Regions from separate parts of the Gossypium hirsutum genome. Here region 2 is linked to region 1. The links are chromatin contacts, called in public Hi-C maps. All regions are on one chromosome and are shown on one strand. The core of a region is the stretch at or near the end of the contact, and the rest is flanking DNA. Distances in the headings are between cores, read along the strand shown. Region 1 holds the start of LOC107939273 (protein SEEDLING PLASTID DEVELOPMENT 1). Region 2 overlaps LOC121207699 (50S ribosomal protein L9).

What was found. Hi-C and Micro-C count contacts between places; a contact is called where the count stands out from the background.
Region 2: a Hi-C map of leaf shows a contact between it and region 1, with 2.7 times the contacts expected there. The contact joins the enhancer-like site here to the promoter of LOC107939273 in region 1. A contact is called at or near these places in 7 of 34 Hi-C or Micro-C datasets (callus and leaf).

Annotation. Positions count from the first base shown.
Region 1 is chrA10:110,256,301-110,264,091 of Gossypium_hirsutum_v2.1, forward strand. LOC107939273 (protein SEEDLING PLASTID DEVELOPMENT 1) reads right to left here and starts at 3,839. Exons shown (of 9, transcript XM_016872576.2): 1 at 2,523-3,839; 2 at 1,802-2,016; 3 at 1,279-1,429; 4 at 996-1,187; 5 at 562-724; 6 at 141-445. The coding sequence starts at 2,981.
Region 2 is chrA10:110,359,398-110,367,188 of Gossypium_hirsutum_v2.1, forward strand. It overlaps LOC121207699 (50S ribosomal protein L9), which reads right to left. Exons shown (of 5, transcript XM_041078069.1): 4 at 7,573-7,677; 5 at 6,880-7,248. The coding sequence ends at 7,084. Among protein-coding and RNA genes, the nearest start is that of LOC121207699, 5.9 kb to the right of the region's middle. Within about 2 kb of position 3,839, at least 4 of the 9 cell types and tissues checked have an H3K27ac peak or open chromatin away from gene starts, as enhancers often do. A contact at or near this core is called in leaf, where this site is marked.

The sequences.
Region 1 (7,791 bases), core at 2,589-5,088:
GTTTCTTTTCGGGGAAAAGTTCTAAAACAATATCTTACTCTTGAACCCCGACCTGCTTTTTCTCAGCATGGCCTCAAATTATTATATGAAAGGAAACATAATGAAATAAAGGTAATGGAAATGAAATTTGTGTGCTTCACCTTGTAAGTATAAACAAATATTGGTAAGGTCCTTCTGCTAGCAGATCCAGTAAACCTCTGTTTCCTTTTCGGTTTAGGAAGATAATCTTCATCTTCATCACTAAAATCAACTTCAGCAAATTTTTCTTCATTAACAAGCAAGTCAGATTGTTCATCTTCCTCGCTGTAATCAACTTCAGCACCTTTTTCATCATTAACAAGCATGTCAGATTCTTCAAGATGATCAATTTTATGCACTACAGTAGACTTGAGAGGAACATTAGCTTCAGGCTCCATCTGGCGGATTTCGAATAAAGGAGATTTCCCTGCCAACCAGAAATGTTTCTACTTAAATATCTTATTAAGAGAACACTTCAAATCATACTCAAATGTAGATTCCAAAAGAAGGTTTCTAAATAAATATGTAATGTATATACTCTACCAGCCAGTATAGCATCCACCGTTGCATCAAGTCTATGATGAACACGACACTCAGTCCTAGATGTCATCTCAACAGCACATGTAAAAGTCGATGGGCCCTTCCTTTCGAGAATAGTCTTTTGCACTTTTCTTTTCCTTGCTTCCTCATCACCAAGAGTTACACTCTGTTTTCAAACGAAAGAATGACTTGTAATCCCATGTAAATCCTGCCCTAAAATTGGCATAGCTTGGTAAAATTTATTTATATATAAATAAATTGTACTTGAAACTTTTTACTTGTTCCATAAATTTCATAACAACATGAAATCAAACGAACAGACTCAGACAACAACAGTGTAAGTAACCTAAGTGGTATATCCAAATGGAAAAATCCACTTCAAGTGTATTGAACCCATACAAGAGATATGAAGTAAGATAAAAGAAGCTGCTTCGCACCTCGATGCCACCAACAAGGATCTGTAGAGAAGGGTTCTTGATTATGTTGTCAATGGTCATTCCATGGGCCGTGCCAACCAACTGAACTCCTCGTTGAGCAATAGTGCTGGCAGCTAATGCTTCGAGCTCTGTACCAATCTCATCAATTATGATGGTTTCTGGCATATGGTTCTCAACTGCCTCAATCATAACCTGCAAGGTAATCGAACCCAAGATAATTTAGCAAACTGCAACCTCAAGAATAAGTCCTTTGACATTTTGCAATGAGAAAAAAAACACTCACATTATGCTGCATATTTACATTTGGAACTTGCATTCTCCTTGCACGCCCTATTCCTTCATGGGGGACATCTCCATCACCGCCAATCTCATTTGATGTATCTACAATGACAACACGTTTCATGTGTTCATCTGCCAACATTCTAGCTATTTCTCTGCAAAAAGAAACAAAGATTTTGTCATATGCCAACTGTACCACAAAAACTAATACAGTTTTATGTCAAATGCCTACACAGAGATATCTGAACAGATTGAACCCAATAAGTTTCAGGAAACTCAAACAGTCAGTCAATGAAACCGGTGTGACATCAGACAACATTTAGATTATTAAAGGTATCAAAAGAGAGGTTATCTAATCTAAACAAATTACAACACGAAGCACACAATTAAAACTAATCTTCTTTTTAAAAGCTGAAGAGAAAATCACACAGTAATTATTTTAAGTAAAAGGACATTCAGCGACAACATAGAGATCATTCAAACTTCAAATCAGTACAGTGATTTGTAAACGGTACGCAGGTAAGTACCTGATTAAGGTTGTTTTACCAACTCCTGGAGGACCTATGACGAGGATGGAACCTCCTCCTTCGATCAAGTCACGGATAATCTCAGCACTTCCAGACACAGCTCGACCCACACGGCAAGTGAGGCCAATAATTTGCAATTTACGGTTTCTAATAGCACTAATGCGATGTAAAGATCTATCAATACCCGAACGGTTGTCATCTGAAAAGTCACCAACCTAGAGCAAAAAAAGTAATTTCAGTTCACTTAATATTTGCCAAAAACAAGCAAATTCATTCCAGAACTCATCCACCCACAAAAATCTCATTTTCAACAATCAAAGATACAATTAATATTAAAATATAAATCATTATCATCATACAACAGACATTGTACTCATCATACAAAATATAAATTATTATATCATCATACAACAGCATTATATTAGCTTTCTATTAAAGTTCATTTTATCACCATCAAAAAGAAAACACTTTTTGCAATATAATATTAAAATACCCTAAACCCCATAATAAGGATCACTGGGGCTCCGGTCAACACTATACTGCTATAAAGTTCTGACGTAAAGGCATCACTTAAAGTCAAAATTTTTACCAAAATCTCATCTTTGTTAAACATAAAACAAAAAATCATACCCAAAGCTTAATCTAATTGGTTGACCAATCATCATTAAAAACCTATGGAAAAAAAATTCAACGTGATCATGAGTAATTCACTTAAAATTACCTTAGATGTTGCATGCTTTAAATCTTCATGCTTAACAGGTTGTTCCGAAATAACCCAATCCCCCGAAGGAAACCTAGCGAGAGGTTTCCTCCCCAAATCCATAACCACCTCAATCAACTCCCCAATCTCTTCATGCCCGTTAAGCTCACTCCTCATCCTCGACGGCAACATCTCGAGGAACAAATCGAGCTCCGTACATGACTCCATCCGGGAAGTCGAAGCTGGGTTCGGGCAATCCAACGACGACCCATTGGAGGACGTAGTTCGATCGGAGGGTTTACGGATCTGTGGGGTCCGGAGAACAGAGGCTTGAGATTGCTTCAAAGGCGGCATATATGGTCTTTGATGAGCTCCGCCGCGCGCGGACGTGATGAAGTGGGAATGCCTCTGACGGTAGCGCCATGAAGCGGCGTTGTTGGTGATGTCAATAAGAACAAATCTCGAATTCAAAGCTCTCATTTCCCTTTACTATGAATTTTATTTTCTCTTTTGTTTGGTTTTGGTTTTGTAGTAAGGGGAAAGGAAAGGAAAGCAGATATGAGAAGCAAGGAGAAAGAAGAAGATTCGAAGGGATCTCCTCTGGGATTGGAGAGAAAGTGGGACCCCAACAGAGGAAAGGCAGGCATTAGCGACCATGGAAGTTGTGGAGGTTGATTGAGAAGACACGTGGTGGATATTTTGGATTTTTTGGATGACATTGTAAAAGAGTATAAAACACGGATGACTGACTGTAAAATTTAAGTGATGGTTACATTTAACTATCAAGGAAGGCAAAGGATGCAAGGAGGAAGATGAAGTGCAAAGAAGGTCAGAGACGGCGTCGTTCAGTTGTTGGCCCTACAAATTAGTGGGTCAGAAATAGTGTGAACATCAATCAGCCATTCCAAGACGGCGATTCAGACCAAAATGACGGAAGTGTGGATCATGTAAAGCAAAGTGACGATCTTTCTTCACCATAATGCCTTATTGGTGAAGAGAAAGTTTGGGTTGGGATGATCTAAAAGAGGACATGGTCAACACGCAATAAAAAAAGGAATAATAAGTTGTTTAAACTACACCAACCTGAAAAGTCTTTGGGATGAGTACGGAGCCATCACATTCACAAATCTCTGGATGCAAATTGAGGAGTAACCCAGGTTTGAAGAACCCACACCATCGCCAAACTTATACTTGAACCTGCTCAACAAGTAGCTAAATTTGAAATTAAATATTGTCAATTTAATTTCACATTCAATAGGTTAGATTTCTGTAAGTTTATAGTAGCATGGACTGCATGGTATTGTTTATTGCCACTCTTGAATAATTAATTGGCTTATACTTCCAAAACCAATAAACTAATTTAGTCAATGATTTCAACTTTTTCAAATAAGGTTGCTCATTCAAGGCCTGGTGCTTAAATTTACTACAAAATAAAATTTACTTCACCTTAGATAAAATTGGAAATTTAAACTTCCTTGTCTCATTTCATGTTAGAACAATTTTTTTTTTTAGCAATTAAAATTTTGAGTGTTTGCATATTTAACTTTCAATAGCTAATGATCATCCTCTGTTAAATTAATCTTGAAAAGGAAAGAGAGGAGTTTAAACTTTGGTGGATACTTATATTATCTTTAACCTTATGTTTAAAGCTTACTAGAATATTGTTGGTGATCACTTGAAAAGACTTATAATAGGTTGTTTGTATCGCATTGTTGGTGGATACTTTTTTAGGTATTATTTGGATAGGTTTTCTATTGCATTGTGAGGTATTTGGGTGATCCATTTGTAATAATTGGGGTTGGAGTTGGTGCTACAATTACATATTTGTGTATGGGTAGATTAGACTTAAGCCAATAGGTGATTCAGATGATTATTGAATAAAATCATTTACTAAGCGAGGCTCCACAAAGTAGAATCAGAAACTGCGTTAACAAATATTGTATGTTAATTATCTCCTTACTTTACTCCTTGCCATGTTTTGCATTTATTTTGTTCCTTTCGATTCTATTCCAATTTTTGTTAAAACAAAACCATTGTACAGCCAACCAAGTTATATGTTTGAACAATAGTTGAAACAAAGTGCAACTGGATGCTTTTTTAGTTACAATTTAAAAAACTTATGGTAAAAAATTGTATGTAACCTTCTTTTATGCCTCTTCTTTTTTTTTTTAATTTTATCTCCCTTCTACAAATTTTTTATTTCAAATTTTATTTCCCTTCTACAAAATTTTACCTTTTTTTTCTTTTTCTATTCCCCTTCAAACTTATCCTTTTTATCATGGCTCTTAATTAAAATACAATAAATAATAAAATATAATATTTGAAACTAATAATAATAACAATACATGTACGAAATTTATTGATAATGGGTATCAACAATGAAGAAGATAATGAGGAGAAGGTAGTGGTATATAGGAGGTCAATTCACCTAATAAAATGGAGAGCCAGAAAAGTACAAAAGGTAGAAAATGGGTATTATGCTGAAGAAGACTGAGGTTGAGGACTAGTAAGAGGGTTTAAGATCTGATCCTTTATTCATCGCTCTTTAGGGTATTTATAGGAGAAAGGTCTCCCACCTAATAATGCCACATTGCTAACAATTCTGGGACATGGTGAGTATGTGGTCGAGCAAGTGGCAAGGTTGTTATAAAATGGTTGTCATCAAGCAAGACATTGCTCTGACATTCTCCTTATTGAGGTAATACAGGGTAGTTATGCTTTAGTGGTCTCACTTAGAGATAAGAGCATTCCTACCAAGAGCAGGTGGTTTAATAGTGGGTGGCGAGGTAGAAGGTGGTCTATCCGAGTGCCACACCTAGAGATTGATCAAGCCACGGACAAATGGGTGAAAAGGAATGTGGATCCCAGATTCAAGTAAGTACAATAGGGCCTAGAAACTCTGCTAAGAGGATGAAACCCTTCCATATGCTAAACTTATATTTGTGGTGCCTCGTGACAAGCCTTTTGCACATTAACAACCTTCTCATCCCCATCTTGTGGTTCACTCATAGGAAGCACTGACCATAGGGTTATTTTTTTCCCTCTAAGCTCATCAATCTCTGACTACCCTTCTAGGAAGTTCGATAATAGGTTTATATCTTGTTCAACCATAAATGTCAAACCGACAAAGAGAATGAGAAGAAAAGGCAAGAAAATGAGGGTTATCCTGGAAATCCTAAGCGAAAAACCCCAAACCAAGGAAAACAACAATCAAGAGAGTAAGAAACCCAAAAAATAGAAGCACTTAAGGACCACCTACACAATAGTAGAAAACTAGAAAGAAAAATTCGAAAACCAACTGCGACAAAAATGATTACAAGGTTGAAGAAGAAGAGAATATATAGGATTCTCTCAAAATAGTGCATTTTATCATTTGTACTCCTCAATAAGTCACAGCTAATAACACCTGGACACGTGTTGGATGAAGAGTTGCTGTTCATTATTACTCTGACTCCCCATGCATAACTGTTTAGCTTTGCATTAAATGCAAATATTTTGAAAGCTTCAAGGTAATCCTTCATCTCCAAACACGTACTTAGTACACATAATGAGCAACTTTTAGTCTTCCAAATCAGTCATTATCATACCACCTACTATTTTACCCCTCACGAAGATTACAAATCGTCTCAAGATAGGCTATTTTATAACTTACCTTTCAATGGGGGGACAATTGTTAAATCCATGCTCAACTTGAATACATGGCATCACTAGAAGCTACTTAAAAAGAACTTGTGGACAATCCTCCACCTCTTACCAACTGACTGGCCATAGTGTGAATAGCCAATTGGATAGACCACCTGTTCCTAGCAAGAACACTATTATCTTCAAGTGGGGCCATCAAGGGACCATTGAGTACCTCGTACTTCCACAGGAAGAAGAATATCAAAGCAATGTCGAACTTAACGACATTGCCACCTAGTTGACCACATGCTCACCATATTCTAGAATTGTCGACGACGTGACATTACTAGGTGGGAGACCCTTGTCCTATGAATACCCTAAAGAATGATGAACGAAGGATCAAATCCTAGACCCTCTTACTAGTCCTCACCCTCAATCTTCTTCAATGTACTACCCTTTTCTCTACCCCCTTATATTTTTTCTAACTTTTCACTTGATTAGGTGAATTGCCTCCTATGCCTCACCACCTTCTCATTATTACCTTATCCCTTGTTGATACCTAGTTGTAACGCTCCAAACTTCATATTTTTATTTTTGTGAAAAAGTGACACAAGTGTGTATCTGCTTTAGTGGTTAAGTGTTCTAGGTGTGTGTGTGAGGTCCCAAGTTCAAGTCTTACCTTGGGCAAATTTTGGTATTTTTATGAATTAAGCCATATCTCTGATTAGTAGGATTATAATTAAAAGTTCATCAAATAGTTATCAGAATTAGCTTGCTGGTCTGGTAGCTAAGTGAAATGTTGGTGTGAGGGAGGTTTTGGGTTCAATTCTCTAGGATGGCAAGGGTATTATTTTTGCTAGTGGTGCCATGGAGAGTTTGAGCATAATTGAAATGCTGAAGTGGTAAAGGTGTAGTGGGAAATGTGGAGAGAAAATTAAGGGATTTTAGATAGGAAGAAAGAGTGGTGGACGATTTTTGGGTGTTTGAGTTGTAGTGGGGGAGTGGGGGAGTGGGGGAGTGTGGGAGTGGATTGAGAGATTGAGGGGTTATCTGATTTAGTTCAGATTTTTTACCCTCTTTCTGAAAATTTGTTCTCTCTCCCTAATTCTAAATTCTAACATTTTTCAGTTTCATCTTTGTATATTGTTGAAATTCTTTGTTCTCCTTCTTCTTCTTTTTTTCTTTTTTTCTTTCACTCTTGTCGAAATTCTCATTGAATCCTCCCTTTCCTTTTTCTTTTTCATTTTATTATTATTTCTTGCATCAAGAAATTGCGTTGGTGCGGTTTCGGTAGGTAATTATTTCCCTTCTCTCGTATTTGTGTGTCGTTCGAGTGAGAATCTAAATATTTTTCTGGAATTGATGGTTTAGGCGAAGGTCTTGGAGTAGTAAAACCGTTCTTAGATTGAATAGTGGTTACAAGGTCCTCTGTTGGCGATAAGTCAAGTTTTAGGTAATTCTTTAGCGACGAATTTGTTAGTTTTAAATCTTTAAATGGCTAAATCGAGGTTGTGTACAATGATTTTTAGGCTTTGGTGTGCTTGGGAGTGCTTACGTGTTGGAAACGATACAGATGTGTACCTATATCGCAAAAAAATGAGAATCGGTGAAAAGTCAAAAAACGGTGCTGTCGACACCACACAGGCGTATGGTCGCCTGTGCGGTAGGC
Region 2 (7,791 bases), core at 2,589-5,088, 100 kb after region 1:
AATATATTTGATAAAAAATTAAAATTAACTATAATAACATATATGCAATATATTTTCTTCATCACAAAATATAAAAAACAAATAAGAAATAAAAATACTTAAATTTATTGCTTTATTAAATATTTTGATTGCAGCAAAAAAAAATCTTTTTAATTTATATTGAAATAATTTTATATATTTTTATGTAAATAATATCAACTGTTAAGATAAATAAAATAATTTTTATAAAAGCTAAATTTAGAATGGTTAAAATGTGCTCTAGGTCATTGTACTTTTCACATATTTAGAATTTAATTCCTCTATTTTTATTTCAAGTAATTTAGTCTCTTTATCTTTTTCAAATTTAAAAATGCAAGTCCAGTTATTGACACAATTAAAGCTTGTTTGTTAAATTCATATTTATTACAATGTCTTCCTTTTATTACATGGCTAAGAAGTGAGTATTTCTTCCATTTCAAAATGTTACATTAAAAAAATTAACATAAAGATTTTAACAATGTTAGCAATTGAATATGAATTTTCATATCTAGAAAGTAGGACTAAATTTCGAATGTATAAAAAGTATAAGGACTTGTAGTATATTTCAACTAATTAAAATTTATAGTGTAATTAAGGTGATTAAAATTTATGGAGCATAGAACCACAGGGGTTAGGTGAGATGGCAAGAGTTTCTCCTACCACTAGTGGTCAAGGGTTCAATCATCGTCTTGAGTTAGACCTAATTATGGGTCGGCTCATCTGCCTAAGCCCGAAGGCTTGATTGAAAAGTGAGAGGATTTGGGCAAAAATATAGACCTAAAAAATGGCCTTGAACAAAAAAAAAAGGGTCAAATTTCTAAACTGGTTGAGCCTCAAGTAGGATTTTTTTGACCCGGTCTGGCCTGAATCAACCTAAACTTGTTTCTTGCTGCCATTATGCTATTATATTGCAACTATTTTGTTATTATTGTTTTATTGTTAATTTTGCTATTATTTTAGACACATTTATTTGCTAAGTTGCAACTATCTTAGTGTTATTTAAGTAAACTTTTTTAATGTATTTCCAATTTGTTGGAAAACATTTATTTTAATGTTTTTAGTGTATTTAATGTATTATATTTTATAAATTTATTTTTTATATAAAAAAATTTTAATACGAGCGAGCCAAGTCAAGCTTGGGTTTAGCATTTTTAATTTGGGTCGGGCTTGGGTAGGATTTTAGGCCTATTTTTCAAGTTGAGCTGAGCTCGAGCCTAAAATTTTGCATTGGCTCGGCCCGACCCATGATCAGATCTACCTTATATATGGAGCAACTTTGAAACTTGTGGCTAGTATCTACCCTTTAATAAGCCTACAGAACACAAATGAATAATCATTAGGCTTGCTCTAGTGGATATTTTGAGAAACTAAAAGAAATTTATGGAGCATATTTTAACCAATATGTGTCGCATAATAATTGCTCACTTTATCCCCTTGATCATATGGTTGGAGTTCAATCTCCACTCATGATAATAGAACACATTTTGTAACAAGTCGATTATCTCTTTAAAGAGCACCCAAAATAAGAGAATCAATATTTGTTGTGACAGGTGAATACCAATATTAATATATATATATATAATAAGAGAAGTCAATTTGGCATTAGATTAAAGAAAAGTCAAATGCTATAAGGTTAGGAGACAATACAAAGAACCGACTTTGCTTTCTTAACCATTAAACTTTAAAAAGGACCCACTTCGAAACTTACTCACACCAAACTTTTACTTTTGGACTTTCTAACACTTAACATTCAATTCTATGACCAAAAAAAAAAAACTATATCACGTAGTTGTGGTTAGCTTTTCATATAACTAATTTAAATAAAAACCTAATCACTTTTATAAATATATTTCTATTTTATATTTTGTTTTTCTTATTTTTAAGGGTAAACTGCACAAATGGTCACTCAATTATACTCGTATTCTTGTTTTGGTCACCCAACTCTAAAAAATTTCATTTTAGGAACTAACATTTGAATTCGTTAAATTGATAATGCAAAGCCTTTTTATATCTGGTATAATGACACATTTAGTCCTCAATCGTTACATATTTTATCAATTTGAACCTACTTCTAAATAATTCAATAAATTTAACCCTTCAATTTATAAATTCTATCAATTTGATCCTTAAACTTCCTAATCAAAGCTTTCATCTTTTGAGATAGAGGCATTTCACATCTATAAATTTGTAAAACACAAAAAATAAAAAATAAAAACTTCTCTCAACTAACGAGCAATTTTTCGAGCCAATTCATGATACCAATGAATTTATCTTGAAATTTTATTTCCTTTTCTTTCTTCATTAGTTTTCTTCTAAATATAATATTTTATAACCCTTTGATTGATAAATCTTTAGCTAAAGAAAATGGAAAAACCTTTAAAAACACTTTAGATTTGCTTTTATTAGTAAGCATATGATATTTCTTTCAAGGTACATAGAAATAGCTCTAGAAGTTGGTCCTTGAAATTGAAAATTAAATCTAGAGTTAAAGAAAATATGACTTTGAAAAATCCAATTGTTCAATCAAAAAATTACTTAAGAAAAAAATATGAAGAAATGTGAAAGAATTAATTGAACTTTCTTTTACTACATTGATAATGATTTTTTTTAATTCTATAAGCTGATTAAAATATTATTATGTGCTCTATTTATTTTTAATTTTTAAATCCACAATAAACAATATGTATCACGACTAATCTAATTTAGTGTCAAATCATTTACCAAATTAATTAAAAACTAAAAGTATGCTAGTCATAGTGAAAAATTATTTTAAAAAATTAAATTATTTATATAATTTGATTATATATATTACAATTTTAAGATTTGTATTTTCTATTATTGTTAATGGTGTTTAGTTAATTTCTAACACTATCTTCTTAAAAATGTAAACAAAAAGGTTTATGTACCGAATTAGATAATTTCAATCATAAACAAAAAAAAATTAATAGATGTGGAATGCCTCTGTTTTAAAAACTAAAAGCTTCGGTTAGAAATTTTAAGGATTAATTGATAGAATTTGTAAATGTGAAGAGTTAAATTTATTCAATTGTTTAGAATTAGGATCAAATTAATAGAATAAATAAGTATTGGGGACTAAATGTGTTGTTATAATAGTTAGAAAAAGCAATAGGTGACCAAAATAGGAATAAATTTAAACGCTAGTGTTTAAACTGAAATTTTTGGAGTTTATTGACCAAAACAAGAATACAAACATAATTAAGTGACCATTTGTATAGTTTATATTTTTTTAATTGTTGTTATTTGATTACATTCAACTTACACAAAAATTATAATAATTAGAGTTCGGTGGCGTTGAAAATTTTAAATTTAGTTTTTAATAAATAATGTATTAAAAAAGTGTTATTAAAAGTAAAAAGATTAATAGATTTTTTTTAAAAAAAAATTATTTTTTTACGGAATACGCAAATCAGAATAATTGGTTTGGTGGTGTTGGAAGATGGTTGGTAGAAAATTAACACTGATGGTGCTCTTAAGGCGTCAACAAGTGTTGCAATTGTAAGGGGTGTTGTTAGAGATCATTGAGGTAGATGACTTTATGGTTTGGTTAGAAAATTGGGAATATGCTCGAACTGAGTTATAGGGAGCATGACAGCATGTAGGGGTTAATAATATGAGTTCAAAATTATTTACCAACAGTAAAAAATGATTTTATGGAGGCCCAAATAGGAATTAGGGGTGTCGATTTAGGCCTTAAATACTATGAAAATTTTGACTGATAAGGAGTCTAATCCGTGTCAAGTGTGTAGGCCTAGGAGGAGGCCCAAGTCAAGACTCCTCAACATTAAAAATTTTCATCCAGCTTTTATTGAAGCATGTACCATTGGCCATTTTAAAAAATAAACCATTTAAATTTTAAACTCCAGACCATCCCACCTAACCGATTAAACTCCAAACAAAATCACCCCACCTAAGTCTAATAAATTTCCTAAACCCTAACCCCCTATAAATTCCCTCAAACTTAAACATTTCATAGACCAAAAAAATCACACTCGTCAGCAAAAAAAAAAATCATCCCCGTACACCCACAATTCTGAAATTTTCAAAAAAAAGTCCCCAAAAATTTTCAAAATTGTGAATGTCTACGGATGATTTTTTTTTCCTATTGATGAGTGTATGGTTTTTTTGGTGTGTGTAACGTTTAGGTTCGGGGGTATTTATAAAGGGTTGGGGTTAGGGAATTTATTAGAGTTAAGTGGATGATTTAGGGTTTAAATGGTTAGGTGGAATGATTTCAGGTTTAAAATAAATGATTTAATTTTTTTTTGGGGGGGATTTTCTTTTTGAAATTTTCGAAATTTGGGTTGTGCGGGGGTGATTTTTTGGCCCGATGAATATATTGTTTTTTTGGTGTGTGGAATGTTTAGATTTGGGGATATTTATAGGGGTTTGGGGTTTAGGAAATTTATTAGGTGGGGACGTGGGCTGGTTTGGGGTTTGAAATTTAAATGGTTTATTTTTTAAAATGGTCGGTGGTATATGCTATAGTAAAAATCATATGAAAATTTTGACTGATGAGAAGTCCAATCCGTGTCAAGTGTGCAGGCATTAAGGGAGGTCCAAGTCGGTATCGACTTTTTGGGATTTTTTTGAAATTCTCGGAATTACGGGTGTGTGGGAATGATATTTTTTGCTCATAAGTGTGTGATTTTCTTTTGTGCGGGGAATGTTCGGATTTGGAGGTATTTATAGGAGGTTTGGGGTTCACAAAGAATTTATTAGGGTTGGTAAGGTGGTTTTGGGTTTTAATGATTAGGTAAGATGGCTCGGGGTTTAAATGATTAGAAAGGATGGTTTGGGGTTTAAAATTAAATGATTTAATTTTTTTTAAGTGGTCAGTGGTATATGCTACACTAAAAAGCAAATGAAAATTTTGACCGATGGTGTCGACCTGGGCCTCTTCCTAGGCCTGCACACTTGACATGGATTGGGCTCCTCATGAATAAAAAATTTCATAGTATTTAAGACTCAAATCGGCACCTCCATTCTGATTTAGGCCTCCATAAAATCAATCTTTTTTACTATAGTAAACGTGATAAATAATTTTGAATCTATATTACTTTAGTAATAACTTATTTTGTTAATATAATTTTAGTAATTTTCCCGAGCATATTACAGTCTTTAGCATGGGATACTAGTGCTCCTCATGTAATTTCGGAAATGAAAATATTTACAAATTAAAAAAAAAATACTAAGGACAAATCATTTTATTTCTATTAATAAACAGAAAATTAAATTACATAATATATTATAAAATTAAAATATCACAAGGACAAATTTTGTTGTTAGAAATAAATTTCAATAAAATTCGTTTGATGCTTAAATACCAACTTTTAGTGTCAATTAATTTGAAAATTAAGGTCGTCGTTTGTCACAAAAGCTTATTACATGTGTGTTGTGTTTGTTTCCTTTTAAAAAAAATTATTTTTTTGAAAAGCATATTTGTGAATACAAAGTATATGTAAATTGTTACGCAGATTGTCACACTAATATCATTAAAAAGTTAATGTTTTAATTATTATTTTCATTAAAAAACATTAATGACCAAATTTAACTTAAAAAATAATAAGAATTGAATTGATAAAAAAAGTAAAGTTGAAGACTAAATATATAGTTATACCTAATTGGAAAAGAAGGTTGTTGAATACCACCACGATTTAAGCAATTCGAGTTGACACACTATTTTCTTCATAAGCAGAAAATTTATTTAAATTTAAGGTTGTTTTATAAAAATAATATTAAAATTTTAATTAAATACAAAAATATGGTGGAGAGAAAATTAATTACAAAAAAAAAGGTTGTTTGTTATTGTTTTCGTTGGTATCGCCTAACACACCAGCGACACCACCCCACTTTTTGGCTCAAAATTAACTTTTTATTGATGTCATCAATGTATCAAGTAACACCAATTTAATTTTTTTAAAAGAAAAACTAGCCTAAAAGGGAAGAAAAAAAAAGGAAAGCTGAAAAAAATAGTGTCAACTAACTATATGCAAGCACTAAGGGTGCGTTTGGTTCGCTGTATTGGATTAGAGGTGTATTGGATTAGAGGTGTATTGGGATTAGAGGTGTATTGGATTAGAGGTGTAATAGCTAATCCACTGTTTGGTTGAATGTAATGGAATAGAGGCGTAATAGTAATCTTGTGTTTGGTTGAATGGAATAGAGGTGTAATAGCATAATGGAAAAAACTAAAATGACTAGAATACCCTTAGCATAAAATTATTTTGGTAAATGATTATTGTTATTGTTATTTAAATTTTAATAAGATTATTATTATCAGTAATAAATAATTTAATCATATTTTAACATAATTATTATTAAATATATTTTAATTAAAATATATAATTTATAATTTATAATTTATAATAAATTTTCACATTATATAATTATACAAGTTTAGATACAGATGTAACATAAAGTTTTATGCATGACTATTTATTTGGTGTGTTAATAATGAAGTTTTTTAATTTCATATTGGGGTTAATAAATCATTAAGTTTTCTTAATTCATATGTTTTTTTTAAAATAAAAAAAATCGATATAGCTTTGTTTGTGAAATTGGACTGTAAGTGTACTAAATAATAATAAGATGCAAGTGGTGCAGAGTGAACGTAGAAGTTTTATACGCGTAAATTTGTTGAATCGAATAAATCCCGATAACAATAGCCGTGATTCAAATAAACTCAGCTTGAATTCAAAATGATTTTACCCAAAAATTGATTCTAACAATTAATCTTTTTAAGGATGTCTACTTAAAAGTACAGATATAAAAGTTGTTATTTTGATGAATTTGGAGACGTTAAATATTCGTCTCGCGCGCACGTTTAGTTCGGTATTGTGATTTAGTTAAAAATTTGAAATTATTACTCTTTTTTGGTAAAACAAAGAGTTGGAACAGATGGTAAATAGCATAATCAGACAACAAAGGTCAATAATCATCCAACATTTGATTCCTATCATTCCATTCTCAAGCTAATTCGAAAAGAAGACGGTTCCTCAAGCTTGAAAGCTCTTTTCAGTCAACCTCCTATTTCCTCTTGTCCGTTTATTTACCTTGGATTTTAACTTTAAGCGTCCAATTATACCTTCCTTCTGGGAGCGGTATGGATTTTGGCATCCGCAATTGCACATCAAACAGTCCAAATGTTTCCAAAGGTGTTGGAAGGTGCAGATTTTCAGGATCAATTTGAACGCAAAGCTGCCTTCCAACCTGAAATGGAATAAAAGGAGGAGATTAATCGAGTGCGTAAATGGAAATAACAAAATCATAACATTTCAAGTCCACATCTTAAACGTTTTATGATTAAGCTATGTCACTTGGACTTGAAGCGAGTGTTTGACATGGGTTTATTCAATTTGCTCCAAGTTTACTCACATATTTGGAGGATATAACCATGTACATATCTAAATACGCGTCGAACATAAATACTTCAGAAAAATAAGAGTCCGAATAACATAGCATATAACACAAGGAGATTGTCTATTGTAGTGACGTGAGAGAAACTATTACTATCAATAAATATCATGGCCATACCTCAGCAACAATTTCATCTTTTGTCACAGGTGAGCGCAATTCAATTGGGTCATCTTTGGTCGATTGGGCACGAAACTTTTCAACATTGATAGATCTCCTCAATACCTATAAAATGCAATACAAGTTACACACTCGTACCACAAAGAGCCTGACATAAATACAATTACTGTTTTCAAGCTTCAACAAACTTTTGAAAAAGATTCACCACTAACAAGTTGA